Linked DNA regions of Mus musculus: region 2 is linked to region 1. The links are chromatin contacts, called in public Hi-C maps. All regions are on one chromosome and are shown on one strand. The core of a region is the stretch at or near the end of the contact, and the rest is flanking DNA. Distances in the headings are between cores, read along the strand shown. Region 1 holds the start of Gm6360 (a long non-coding RNA gene). Region 2 holds the start of Ttc29 (tetratricopeptide repeat domain 29).

Region 1 (6,441 bases), core at 301-2,800:
TGTCTATTTGTGACATAATAATATATTAGCAATAGTACACTGTCAGGCCCCAGGGGAAAACAGACCAAAGCACTTCTAAAACCCGACTCCGGGCCCCAGAGGTGCATGTTGCTAAGTACCCGCTGACCACTGAAGCATTGGAGGCATCAGGATTAAGAAGCATAGGTTGGACCTACACAGGAGCACTATCAGCCTGAAGAGTATGAGTGACCCAGAGTGGAGAGGCAGAGAAGCCGACTAACAAAGTGATACAGAGAAGGATGGAGTCTACATGCTGAAGGAAGTGTGGGCTGGCCAAAGGGTGTGTGCAAGGGAGGCTGGGACAGCCAGAGAGCCTGAAAGCTGTCGAGTGTCTAGCTATGAAAGTCTAGATGCTGCAGTGAGCAACTAGACCTTAATCCTAAATACTGTGGGCAAAGGAGAGCCTCCTTTCATCTGTTGGCTGAATGCAAGTAGCACTTGGTCTTGGAGAATGAGCCTAAAGAGGGCAGGGTTAGAGGGGGGGGGGCAGTAAATTGGCCACCTGAGAGCCTTGCTGGGGCACAGCGTAGGGTGGTGGTGGGTGGTATATGGAAAGCCAAATGTGTACCTTGTATCCTGCCATAGCTACAGAGCAGGGACTTGCTTTGTATATTTTAGAAATCTCCTTCCTTGTTCATGTCTTGCCTTTTAGCTCCTCTGTCCCAATATCAGTGATTTCTTTATCATTTTGTACCACAGTCTTTAAGCTTGACTTCGTAAAATCTTCCATGAGGTGAAGCCCGGGAAGAAGGAGAGAACAGAAAGATGGAAGAAAGAACACAGCCCAGTGATATTTCGAAATTGTTCTTCTTCCTTTAAATATATTTGTTGCAAAATAAAAGTGAGGTGTCTGTCTTGCATCCGGCACACACTTTCTTGTTGGACCAAATGTCATTGTAGCATGAAGTGCATTATAATTCCGTTGAGGACATACCCCAGATGACGATGACATTTTAGGACCAGCTCCAGCTTTCCTCCTTTGTTTAACACCTGACAGTGTGCACACCTGCGTGTTTAAGCGAGTGACAGTGTGTGCACACCTGCATGTTTGAGCGAGCGGGAGCAGCAGTCAGAACAAGTTTGTGAGCTCATTGCTTCTTCACGACGCAGGGGGTACAAGAGAAGATTTGCGCAGCCCTTGCCACTAAGCTGCACAATAGGTTACCTGGAGCCCTTTGAATTCAAACAAAGAAAGTCCTCAACCTGATTAGAATTAATCAACCCTGACTTGACTTTTCTGCTTCATCTTTGGAAAAACAAAGATGATACAGGTGGGCAGGCAGGACCCCTGACGGGTGTTAATGGGGGGTTTTCAAGTTTGTCTTGCTTTCCTTAAACTATTAAGAAAGAACAAAAAACACTACTTAGAATAGAATCAATTTTCAGGAAGGGAAGAAAGAAACCTGAGAATTTATTATTAAAGAAAGAAATAGAGCCAAGGTGGAGGGGAAAAAAAGGCCCTTCTCACATCTCCCGGCCAGGTGCTCTGTGCATATAAATGTTTCAAGTTGAGCTTTAAGATCAAGGGAAAGTCTGTAGGGAGCCTTGTTTCCTAGAGGTCTGCTGGCTGGAGCTGCTGCAGGATACAGGCTGCCCATTTTTATTTCGTCATTAAGGATTAAAGGAGACGAAGATTCTGGAATGGTAGCTCCTTGGTTTCCATTAACTTTGTACAAGACAGTAAAAAGCAACCTTCCAAGGGACGGTTTGCATATGGATTTCCGGCTATAAACTTACCTCCTTCCTGTCATCTTCTGAGTCTGTTTAACACAAAATTGCCCTGCCTCTCCTGAGCTCAACCAGCAAGAAAGCTGTCTTGTTGCAAAGACTGAGAATGTCTGTGCCTCTCAGAAAGCCTCCTGCTTTTCACAAGAGAGTGGAGGGAAGATGAAAAGAATTTCACATAAGATAGCTGGGTGCTCCCGATACTGTGAGTAGCAATTGCCTCCAAAAGCTCCTTACTGTTGCTCAAGTTCTCTGGGCATTCCATGTCTGAACACAAGATCGCAGGTGGAGCAACAAGGCATGTCCATAGTTTTAATTTTCTCTCTCTCTCTCTCTCTCTCTCTCTCTCTCTCTCTCTCTCTCTCTCTCTCTCTCTCCCCCTCCCTCCCTCCCTCCCTCCCTCCCGCCCTCCCTCCCTCCCTCCCTTCCTTCCTTCCTTCCTGTCTTTTTTTCTTTCTTTCTTTTTTTTCAGCTGTTTGTTTCATAGCCTTTTGTCAAAACTCAAGTGGGTCTGAATATACTCTTCTGAAGGCTAGTGACAAAGTAACATCCACCTATGGAGATGCTCCTCATTCCAGTACTACCCCTCACTTACAGAGAAAGTGCTGATGAAGAGCCTAGCTTTTAACAAAATGATGGCCCTGCTGTGATCCCAGCACTTGGGGACTGGGGAAGGAAGATCAGAAAGCCAAGGCCTGCCTGGGCCATGAAGTGAGTTCTAGCTCAGCCTGGGGAACTCAGGGAGACCTTGCCTCAAAATTTAAAGCCATTACATACTTGAGAAGTGACTCAGTGGTAGAGCTTCCTCAGCAAGGGCAGGCTCCAGAATCACTGCCCAGTGTCAGGGCAAAAACAAAGGAATAACAAGATGATTTCTTATTTAATCCAAGCAACCTTTACAGGAGACTTAGAGTTTGTGCAAATGTATACTGTCTGTTGTCAACACTTTTAAACATCAGTCTCAAAAACTTCAACATGGAGATCAAAAGTCTAAAGAAGCCAAGTGACTGTCCCTGGCGCATGGACCCCAGCTGACAGGGAAACCTGTATTCTCCAGCTCCAGCTCCTGGGGTATGGAGCGAGATTACCGTGACGTTAATAACTCACATTTTCCATCACTTATTCTCAGGTGTCACAGCACAGAAGCAGATCATATGATACAGACGATCAAAGATAGCAAGGACAGCACGGAACATCTCAAACAGAAATCCTTGCATCATCTACCACATTTTTATGTCCATGATTATTTAGCATCATGGTTATTTTAAAAGTTGTCATTGATATTGACACGTTCATAGTCATTGCTACTTATTAATGCGCATAGTTACAGATACTCATACTCTTACCTACTGGTTATACTTATTTTCTGCTAAAGCGCATGCTCGTTCCCTGGGAGACCGAGTAATGACATACATACAGATACTGAAGGAAATTTTAGTATATGTACAGTCAACCTTGACCTCCTATGAGGCACACTTGAAGCTCCTTGAGCTTTGAAGACGTTTTAAAATTATTTTTAAAATTATGGGCATGTATGTGTGTGTATTTGTGTATGTGTGCATGTGTGTGTTGTGTGCCTGTGTGTGTTCATGACTGAGGCTGTTCCCAGCTCCCTCTCTCTGTTTTGAAGTGTTCCCATGTGCCCTTCTCTAGTCTATGACTTGGTGGGCAGGGATGGGGGTAGGGGTTGGAAGGGGGAGGAATCAGAGAATCTGGACCCAAGATTAGCCCTGTGTTCAGATGAGTGAATTTTCTGTCTCTTTATTATTTCACTGAATCTTAGGGAAAAGTCACCACATTTTTCTGGGCACAGAAGTTAGAGGAAATTGGGTGTAGTTTGGTCATGACACTTGCAATATTTTTCTCAAGCAATTGTCCTACCAACAGTGTCTAAACATGCAGACCTTTTAGGAGCCGAGCAAGGCAGCCTTATTCAGTTCTACACTCTTCTTGTCCCGTGTCTGTGCACCTGGGGAACATTGCTGATCAACAGCATGCAACAGGCATCTGGAGGAAGAAACCAGTGACCCCCAAAGAGTCTGGAGATTACAGACAGCAGCATGGGGAGGGGTGCCTGGCGGTGTGTGCAGCTTCATTAGGGAGGCCCAGGGTTACCAGATGCTATTGGCAATACTAAGTGGGAGTTTCTGTGACGTAGCTCTGTGACGTAGGCCTTTAGCAGAGCCATGGCCTTTGCACTACCCACCGAAAAGAGAATGACTGTTTCCTATGGAAATGCCCAGTGCCTGCAGAAACACCAAAAGTTTACATTTCTAGTTTTTTTTTTTAACCATATTTCTCCATAATCATTATTACTTATTGCTCTGACTGAGGCTTGGTGGAGTTATTTGGGCAATAAGCATGAAAAAATAATACAAAGACAATTAACTGACAAACCAAGACCAGGGCAGTTACAGCTCAGATGATCTGAAGAAACGCAAGGAGCAAATGTCTCCAGCCCACTGTGAGACATCGTTTTAAAAGGGGATTTTAATTACTTTTAAAAATGATTTGTGTGAGGGTGTGTCTGCCTATGTGTGGGTGTGGCTCATGAGTGGTGGTGACTAGCAAGACGGGAAAAGATGTTGGACTGGTGATGGGGTCCTTCGCAAGAGGAACCGCTCAGCCACTGAGCATCTCTAACTCCAACGGATCTTTTAAACTGTTTTGCCCATGAACTCCAAGTTCCACAGTACTGAGTGGCTTTCCGACATCATCTTAGATCATCTTAGAACTGTGACCCATCAGTACAGACTTTAGTATTTTATGAATCTGTAAACTGAGACTAGGGGTAGTCTCTCAAACTTTATTCTAAATATAATCAACTTTCCAGTATTTTCTACCTTTATGCTATCAACTTAGATCTCCCAAAAATTTAGATATAATAAGCAGCCAAGTTCAGAATTTTAAACACCCCACATACCCAGGTTAAATAGATATTAGGGGATCCAAGTAGTTCTTAATAAATCCCCCTTAATATTCCATGTAACTCTTGATCAGAACCCATGGTAAACTAGCTTCACAATAATCTCTGTGTGTGTGTATGTGTGTGTGTGTGTGTGCGCGCGCGCGCGCACGCGACAGGTGCACATGCTGCCTGGGAGGTCAGAGGACAACTTGAAAACACTCAGTTTTCCTTCTACCGTGTCAGTCTTGAGGATCAGTCCGCGGGCATTGGGATTAGTAGCAGGTACCTTCATTGGCTGAGCCATCTTGGCAGCCAAGAAAAATAATGTTGATGATTATGGCTCACCAGCCCATTTTGAGTACCAAAAAAAAAAAAAAAAAAAAAAAAAAAAAAAATGAAAAGAAAGAAACTAGTCATCTGGCAGTGTCTTGTATCTTACTTCTTTCTCCCACCAGTGACTGGTCCTACCACATTCACACCTCCCTCAAAAATGCCAATGTCTGCACAATTTTACTACGAACAGACAGTTTCAGTCAAAGCAGAGAGAAATGAGGTTCCTCCTGTCTGTTGCAATAACGTTAATATTATCTCTGTACAGATGCTTTCAGAAGTATGGAGCTAAATGCAGAGCCCTGGAGATGCCCAGAAGCACACACGGGTAAGCACAGCCTTTCACAGAAGACCTAAGAAGCTGCAAAGTTGCAGGATAAACTTTTTACCATGACAAAGTAGAGTGATGTCGCCTGTTCCCGTATGAGATTGACAGCAGGAAATAATGACAATCAGGTTAGTGCAGGATGCATTGCAATGCAGAGGAAAGGAAGAGCTGTGTGTGTACTCACTCGGTCAGAATAAGCCAGGATAGTTTTACCACCCCTATAAAATCGGCCTCTCGGGATATGCATGCTGAATTCTCTAGGCTGCAAAATGACTCTGGCTGTTGGTGAGCTAAGAAAGAGTAGACGTGAAATGAACATTTGTTACAGGCCCTTTACAAGAAAGACTGTTATGTTAGTGGGTGACCTTTCAGAATGCAGAGGAGCAGAGGGTCAGCTTTGAAAACACCATCATAAACTGAAAAGAGAAATAAGCTGAACACACTGGCTTGAGATGAACTTTGTGATGACAAGGTAGTGCTGGTCGAGCTCCTGAGAGCAGGGGGTGGCAAAGTCGGGGCCCAGAGGCTCACACACACAGTCATGCTCATGGCTGCGACCGTGAGCTAACACACACACACACACACACACACACACACACATACACATACACACACACACACACACACATGCATACACATTAATACACACAGAACACATGAATGTGCGTCTATATACATAAGGGCAGCGATATGTTTTCAGTTTACCCTTCTATGTCTAGCAGAGAAGAAATTCTGAGGCATTGACACAGTGTGTAAAGCAGAACTGAATTAACTTTTAGAAAAGAAAACAAGTCTTGGTCCATGAGATCATGAGTCACAATTTTTGTACCTGAAGGGTAGTTGGGAGTTTATCACTAGGGATAAAATTGAGCACTTCCAACCTGAGGATAAGGTCTAAATTCTTGAACCCATTTGTTTACAGATTCAATGTGAGAATGTCACTTACACAGTCATTTGTTCCTTTTCTGGATCTCACAGGTGACCATTGCTTGCTGAAGATGACAATGCCAGTCTGTGTGGCTTCTGAACTCTGACATTATGTCCCCAAACTATAACCTTACATTAAAGAGTACACGTGGGATGCTTAGGAACAAGTGATTCTAGAGCACCAGCCCCCAGCACCTGGCAA
Region 2 (6,774 bases), core at 4,130-6,629, 140 kb after region 1:
CCCAGGACCCCACTCCCTCTCACAACCATGACCTTTTCCTTCATTGTTACTGTACCTCTCTAACACACACAAACACACACATAGCACACACATCCACACATAGAGAGGGAGTGAGGGAGAGAGGGAGAGGAGAGAAGAGAAGAGGAGAGAGAAGAGGAGGGAGGGAGAGAGGAGACCAGTAAATTACACTTACCTTAAATATACATAGGATCCACAAAGCAATTTGTGGACCGAATGCGTGGTTCTCTGAACAATTCCAAATAGTTGAGTCTGCCTAAGGGACAGAGTTAAGAACCTGAAAAGTTGGGCCAGGGAACTGCAGGGACTAAGGTAGACTCTTCAGAATGAGACAGCCAGAGTCACCACAATAACTTTTGGGCAGGAATTACCTCCTAAAGAGACCTCTGCTGATGCAGTATACATGATAAATATTATTAGGTTTGTTGTTGTTGTTGTTGTTTTGCTTTGCTTTGCTTTGCTTTGCTATTCAAACTTCAAATTCCATGGTCAATATCTAAAACTCACCAGACTTCTGTCATGATCTTGTTTCTCCACAAGACTGTAAGGTGTGAATGCTAGAGAAGGAGGTAGGTATGTGGCAGATAAATTATATGCAACAGCTTCATCTGACTTGTTTTTAGAAATGTAAATCAGTCGACTAAGTTATTTGTTGTGGAAAAGTTTCCTCTGAGATAAAAACATTCCATCCTGTAGGAAACTTCCTCCATCCAGAAGGTAAATAACTCAAAAAAAGCTTCAGGAAGTCCTTGAAACTGGCCAGATTCATGAAACCCGTAGAGTAAACAAGACAAGTTCCGAGCATCCCTCTCAGATGATCCAAGCTGCAAAGACTCTGAGACCAGACCAGCTAGCTGTCTGGAAAAAGCAAAGTCCAGCTGAGCTGCCTGGAGAAGGTTTATATCAACTGAGCCACTTGGAAAGGACACCATCAGCCTGCTGAGCTGGCTGTAGCCTGTGCAGTGCTGTCACCCATGCCGGGGTGGGCTTTGGTGATGCATTTGTCTGTGAGTCATTTTCTGCCCTTATAGGTAACCCCTCACCCACATTCCTGTAGGTATCCTCAATAAAATTCATTCACTCACTGTGTTGGATTTTGGTGGTAGTCATACCTCAGTCTGTCATGGGCTCCTTATCTGGGCTAAGTAGACATTCGTGTTGCATGTCTTGTCACACGGCACTGTTGTAACATTAAGATGGTTTATGACTTAGTGACTATGAATCACTGATCAATTCCTTTCTGTCATTTCCACTACATTTTCCATTTTTTATTCCATATTTTAACTTCCTTTTATCTGCTCCATAATTCTCCTGTTTTATCTTATAATTGCTTTCTTAGGAAGATCCAGAAAAGCTTATGACAAATGAAGATGCCTATTTCCCTTCCATCTCCATATTCAGTGGCAAATTTATGAATATCATAAATAAGTCAATATAATAAAACATACAATGAGCAGAAGATGCCAATGACTCTGAGAGTTTAAAGGCCCTCCGGGCAGAAGCAGAACGGAGTGGGTAAAGCAGGCCACAGCATTGCTGCTACGATGGACAGCTTTCCATCACAACCCTGACGTCATTGCTCAGCAGCTGCAGGTGAAGAAGAAGGTGGAGGAGAACTGAACCCAGGGGAAATAAAGATCTGAGCACAATACAGTCCAGCTAGTCTGCATTCTTTTGGCCTGCCTCTCCTTTTGACACATACCCGTTTCAGACAACACCAACTGAACTGTTAGTAAAGCACGTGCACTCCCAGATGTTGACACATCTGGATAGATCTTTTGTTTACTCTAGTGCTGTGGGTGAAAGGGATCAGGGACCCCCAAAAGACCAAGTTCTCAGCACAAAGGAGACTGCCTCTGGATAGAGAGGAAACAGTGGTGACCCATAGGCAAATGGCAGTTTATAAAAGTTAAAGGGGACACCCTGTGTTATGGTGAGGTGCTTACTTTTAATTTGGCATGTTAATTAGATGAACCAAAGGGAGTTTTTGGTGGGTTGACATTAATACTTTGATAGCTGGACCTTGACAGTCTAAGGGGGAGGAAGTGGTCAAATAAGGAGGATGGGCCTTGGTGGCTAACTTTAGGAATGCATGTAACCTAATGGCTTTTAGCAAGGTAGAAGGGGTGGAAGAGAAGGACGAGGCCTTCCAGAGCCATTTTGTCAGGCTTGGGCTGACTAGAGTCCCTTCAGTGGGGACATCTTGAGAGGTAATGCTCTAAAAGAAGTGTCCAGTGCAACCAGGGAAAACTTTGGGCCAAATGATCCCATTCAGTGAATGGGTGAGTTGTACAGAGCTAGTTTCTAGGATGGCCAGCATCAGGAGCTTGGATACCCAGAGTCCCCCATCATCCACTCTTTCTCCTTTGCCATAGCTATTGATCCCTAATTTTTAGGCTCGGCATATGGATATTGAAAATATAGCTGACATTTCCCAACCTGTCCTTGAGGCTTGAAGTGGCTGAAGCCCTTGCTGGTGGGATAAAGCAGTAATGTGTGGTTCATCTTGGCATGACGTTTTTCCCCTGTGTGTGAGTTCCAGATAAAATGCAGATGCTGTGGCTGGGTTGTGGAAGACTTCCTCGACAGACAGTTAAGTTGTAAAACTGACGCTGGGAACAGAGGACTGATGATCCACTTCTCTTATTGTTGATTTCTGTTACTGGCAGCTGAACCTACTGATAAGCACTATAGCAGTCAAGTATAATTGGCTTTATAAAAATGTCAACATTAAACAAAGAAAAACTTTCCTGTAGGCAAATACAGTTTATAGAAAACAATTATAGCCTTAAAAATATGATATGTTCAGTGATAATTGAGAAGTTCTGTTCATGAAAAAGAATGTATTAACAACAGTGGTAACAGAGCTCAATGGTAGAGTGTATACTTAGCATGTACAGAGCCCTGTAGGGCCAGCACCTCCAACTAGAAGCTGATCCTGGACCAGCAAAATGGTCAGCAGGGAAAGGCACTTATCTCAAAGCCCAGAGAACTTTGGGGCCCACAGAACAGAAGAAGAAAAACCAAACTCACTCTCAAACTCCTGCCTCTACATGCACACACACACACACACACACACACACACACACACACACACACTGAAAATAAATCTAATGAAGCAACATAAGAGAGGCTTTAGAGATACAAAACATATGATTCTTTCCATAGACAAAGCATTAGTAAGGAGCTGACAAGTAATATTTTCAAAAACTTTACAAATAATATGTAACAAAATGGTAAAAGAATGAAAATGGAAAATGTATTTGTTAGGGGTTAAAAATTCAAGTCAGGGGACTCAATACTAGTAATCAGAATGGTAGAAGAAGAAAACATTTTAAAAGGAAACTATTTGTAAAGTAACAGCTTACAGTTATGTAAATGTGAGGAAGGATATACAAGATGTTGACTGAAGGGTTCTTCCACAAAACCCCTGTACTCGGAGGATCAGGTATTTCAGGGAAGCCTCAGCTACGTAAGGTGGCACTGGAAAGAGCCACTGTGACTAGTTCCCCTGTCATTTACAGGTGATTGGTTTCTCTTTCAAACACGGGGTAAGGAGACAGTTTCCTTGTTTCTTATACTTGAGCAGGATCATGTGAGTTGTGGCCAATGAAATGTGAGAGAAAGCTGTTGCTTTTATTCTAAATGAAGCCTTTGAAGCCAATGAGCAATTTTCCTCCATCATCATCTCTCCACAGGCTAGGCATGCCCTGGCAGCAGTCCCTTCAGCCCAGGTCTGCTATGACAGTAGCAAAGAGTAGAACCCAAGGCTGACTTGTGACAGCACACAGCATAATTCAGAAATGGCTTTGATGTTTTAGGCAACTAAGGCTTGTGACTGTCATTGACAACATAGATCTTCTTAGTAGATCACCAACACAGGAGGGACAAGGAAATGGGTTTCCAGGGTCTCATCACTACTTCTGGGAATGGCAAATGTAAAAGGATACTTTCTAAGTACCAAAGGTGTACATTTTTATCAATGTTTGTAGGGAAAAGTCAGACAATGTCATCCCCAAAAGAACTCAGATTGCCTAGAATATTCTTTCTTCAGTGTTGCAAGGGGACACATGCAATAAAACACCGGAGTCAAAACAGGAGGCCTCAGGGAAACTTTCCTATCAGGATTGAGAGCGGGATGTCACACTGTATTGAGATCTATTATGGGAAGTGGTTAGGATGTGGTGGCATCCACTGGAGGATTAGAATTTGCATTTGAAGAGAGTTTTAACTTATCCTAAATACCCATCTTCAGAGCACAGATCAGAAGATACTCTGGATATCGTAGGTAAGTAACAGCTTTAAGTGGTCATCTGTATCTTCTCCCACTCCACTTTGAATTCTAGACAGGGAAGAGAGAATCAATTGGAGGAATTTCTGTCTTCCCTGTCAATCATTCATTTAATTAAAAATCCTGTGTGAATACATACCACATTCCTGTCCCCATGCTATTACAGGACAAGAGAAAGGAAAGACAAAAACGCACATTTAGCTGACACTTTCGGGGAAGATAGGCTCATAGTAAAGACATCTATAAGTGAAAAGAATAAAGTGAGATTAATTTTATGTGGGTAAAGATCGGCATGTCCTTAAGTCCTCAGTACTTTCAGAAGGGTCCAAGTCCCTTGAGAAAAAAAAAAAAAAAAAAAAAACTAGCTGAAGCCAGCAACATTCACTTGGAGGAAACTGTTTCCCCTTTATTTTTGTTTGAGTTTTCTTTCATTTGCAAAGATCTATCTCTAAGGAACCTCATGTTCAGCACAAGATCAGTCATAGACTTTCCAGAGAGTTAGGAACAGCAAGCGGGGAGAATAAATACAAACAAGCGAGAGAGAGAGTTTTCTAGACCTCTAACTCAGAGATCTTTACCTGTGAGATGACAGCAAATAGAACTCACAAACACTCGTGCAGAAAATCAGCAGAGAGCAGAGTCCGGGAGAGAATTCACACGGGTCAAATGGAGTTACTTTAAAGCTACAAAATGAATTCCTGAGAACAGATGAGGCTCTCCTGGTGTAGACAAGAGATGGTGCTGGCTATAGGTAGTCACAATAATCAATTGCATATTCACAAGAAATAATTGAATGCATGGAAATACTGAAAAAAGGAAACAACTCAGGGGCATTCAGAAGGCCCTTGGATTGTGGGAATTTCTCTGGCGGGTTCACTGGAGGAACCAGATCCTCTTGCAGGCCACGCCCACTCACTAACAGGCCCACTCTCCAAGCACCGCCCCCTCACTTGAAGAGTCTTGGAGCTGACCAATCCTAAAGCCCATTTTAGCCTAACTACGCCTCCATCTGGCCCGCCGAGCCCCTCTGTTTCCATGGAGACGCTTTCAGCGTCCCCTGTCTGCACCAAGCCAGGCCAACAATCTGGGATGAGAGTACCGCGCCCAGCACCCACCGCCTGCAGAAGCTTAGTCAGGGACACAGAATCACAGGCCCAGAGCTAGTTTTCTAAGGTTTGTGGGGCAAGGCTGGGGACAGGACCTGGTCAGCTCCCAGAAGAGTGGGCGGCTCTTCCTTTCCAAGAACCCCTTCTTCCATTACTTGGGCCCCAGCTTGGGTAAGAGGAGAGAAAAGGCCCTCTCCACTCATCCCCCCAAATCAATTCCCTCGCAGAAGGCGCTCTTCTTGCCCCTTGGACCTTGGTGGGCCAAGAAAAACCAAACCTCTCTAGGCACAGCAGACCTGTTCCGAGGTGGGTGGAAACAGAAGGATCAGCTGTCATTAAAAACATCTCGGGCTCACAAATGTCAGAGAAAGAACCATCCTGAACCATATTGGAGTTTCAGATGTTTGGGGTGGGGTGGGGGGCATTTTGTTGAATTAGTGATTAGTTTCCTAGTGTCTAACTGGGATGTTTTACTTTTTAGTTCATTTAAATATATGATATATGCTGGGTGCACAGTACTGCTACTTAATTATCCACTGGTGTGAGTGAGCCTTGTTTCTTGACATGAGGAGCACAGAGGAATTATTTTGCTAGGTATTTAAACATTTTTTTCTCTTTTCTTTGCTGTAGTATTTTGCTTACAGAATTTTCAGACAGGCCTCTAAGAGCCCAGAGCAATCGGTTATCTGCAAATGTAAGTTGGATAAAATGTGCCTTACCGTCTAAGGCTTTCCCTACCTGATGTTTTGATTGCATTACTACTAAATGTTAGGTGGTGGGAAATGTGTGGTTACTATTTATTTCACAACCCATCCAGCTGTCTACCACAACATGCTAGGAGTATCCAAAATTTCAAACTTATTTATGTGAGCTTGTTTTTCAATCATGTAAAAATAGTCTACTAAATGTATCCTGTGGTTCCCTTCATGTTTTTGGAGCTAAAGAATTCTTATATAAAAAGTTCTGAATCATAAGAATGACTTTGTATCATAGAGGGGGGAGATCATATTTATTTTGAATTTCTCAGTGATGCATAATCATTTCTCTGCTGGGTCTGTTGGCTCCATTTCCCTCATCTCAGCTTTCACCGTCACAGTGGCTGGACCTGGAAATGCAGTCATTAAGACTCGTCCCTCTCTGAACTGCCACTGCAGAGGACACAGTCATCTGCTCTCCTTTTGTGGATCCTGTTGGGGACATGTCAAGGGGGAGTGGGCACAAGGGTTACACTTTGAAGAGTTTCACTTGGGAGCCAGAAATGTAAACTCCCACCACGGGACACATACAGCCTGACCCAGAACTCTCAAACCTTTCTCCCCTGCTTCTCCATTCTCATTTGTCTTTGTACATGGGGGCCAA

Evidence for each region. Hi-C and Micro-C count contacts between places; a contact is called where the count stands out from the background.
Region 2: a contact with region 1 is called in a Hi-C map of embryonic stem cells, with 2.5 times the contacts expected there. The contact joins the promoter of Ttc29 here to the enhancer-like site in region 1. A contact is called at or near these places in 12 of 39 promoter capture datasets (the 3T3-L1 cell line, 3T3-L1-derived adipocytes, the C10 cell line and 7 more), 3 of 15 datasets of contacts at CTCF or cohesin (the G1E-ER4 cell line, embryonic stem cells and stem cell-derived epiblast-like cells), 71 of 484 Hi-C or Micro-C datasets (ECoMG myeloid progenitors, ECoMG-derived neutrophils, the G1E-ER4 cell line and 23 more), 16 of 115 datasets of contacts at active chromatin or transcription factors (acute myeloid leukemia, astrocytes, bone marrow-derived dendritic cells and 2 more) and 3 of 9 other capture datasets (embryonic stem cells, liver and pancreatic islet).

The regions. Positions count from the first base shown.
Region 1 is chr8:78,067,196-78,073,636 of GRCm38.p6, forward strand. It overlaps Gm6360 (a long non-coding RNA gene), which reads left to right and starts at 5,253. Exons shown (of 2, transcript XR_878949.2): 1 at 5,253-5,312; 2 at 6,291-6,393. Within about 2 kb of position 1,551, at least 7 of the 459 cell types and tissues checked have an H3K27ac peak or open chromatin away from gene starts, as enhancers often do. A contact at or near this core is called in embryonic stem cells, where this site is marked.
Region 2 is chr8:78,207,963-78,214,736 of GRCm38.p6, forward strand. Ttc29 (tetratricopeptide repeat domain 29) reads left to right here and starts at 5,380. Exons shown (of 14, transcript NM_183096.3): 1 at 5,380-5,586; 2 at 6,046-6,109. It overlaps Gm39202 (a long non-coding RNA gene), which reads right to left and starts at 5,331. Exons shown (of 3, transcript XR_878950.3): 1 at 4,888-5,331.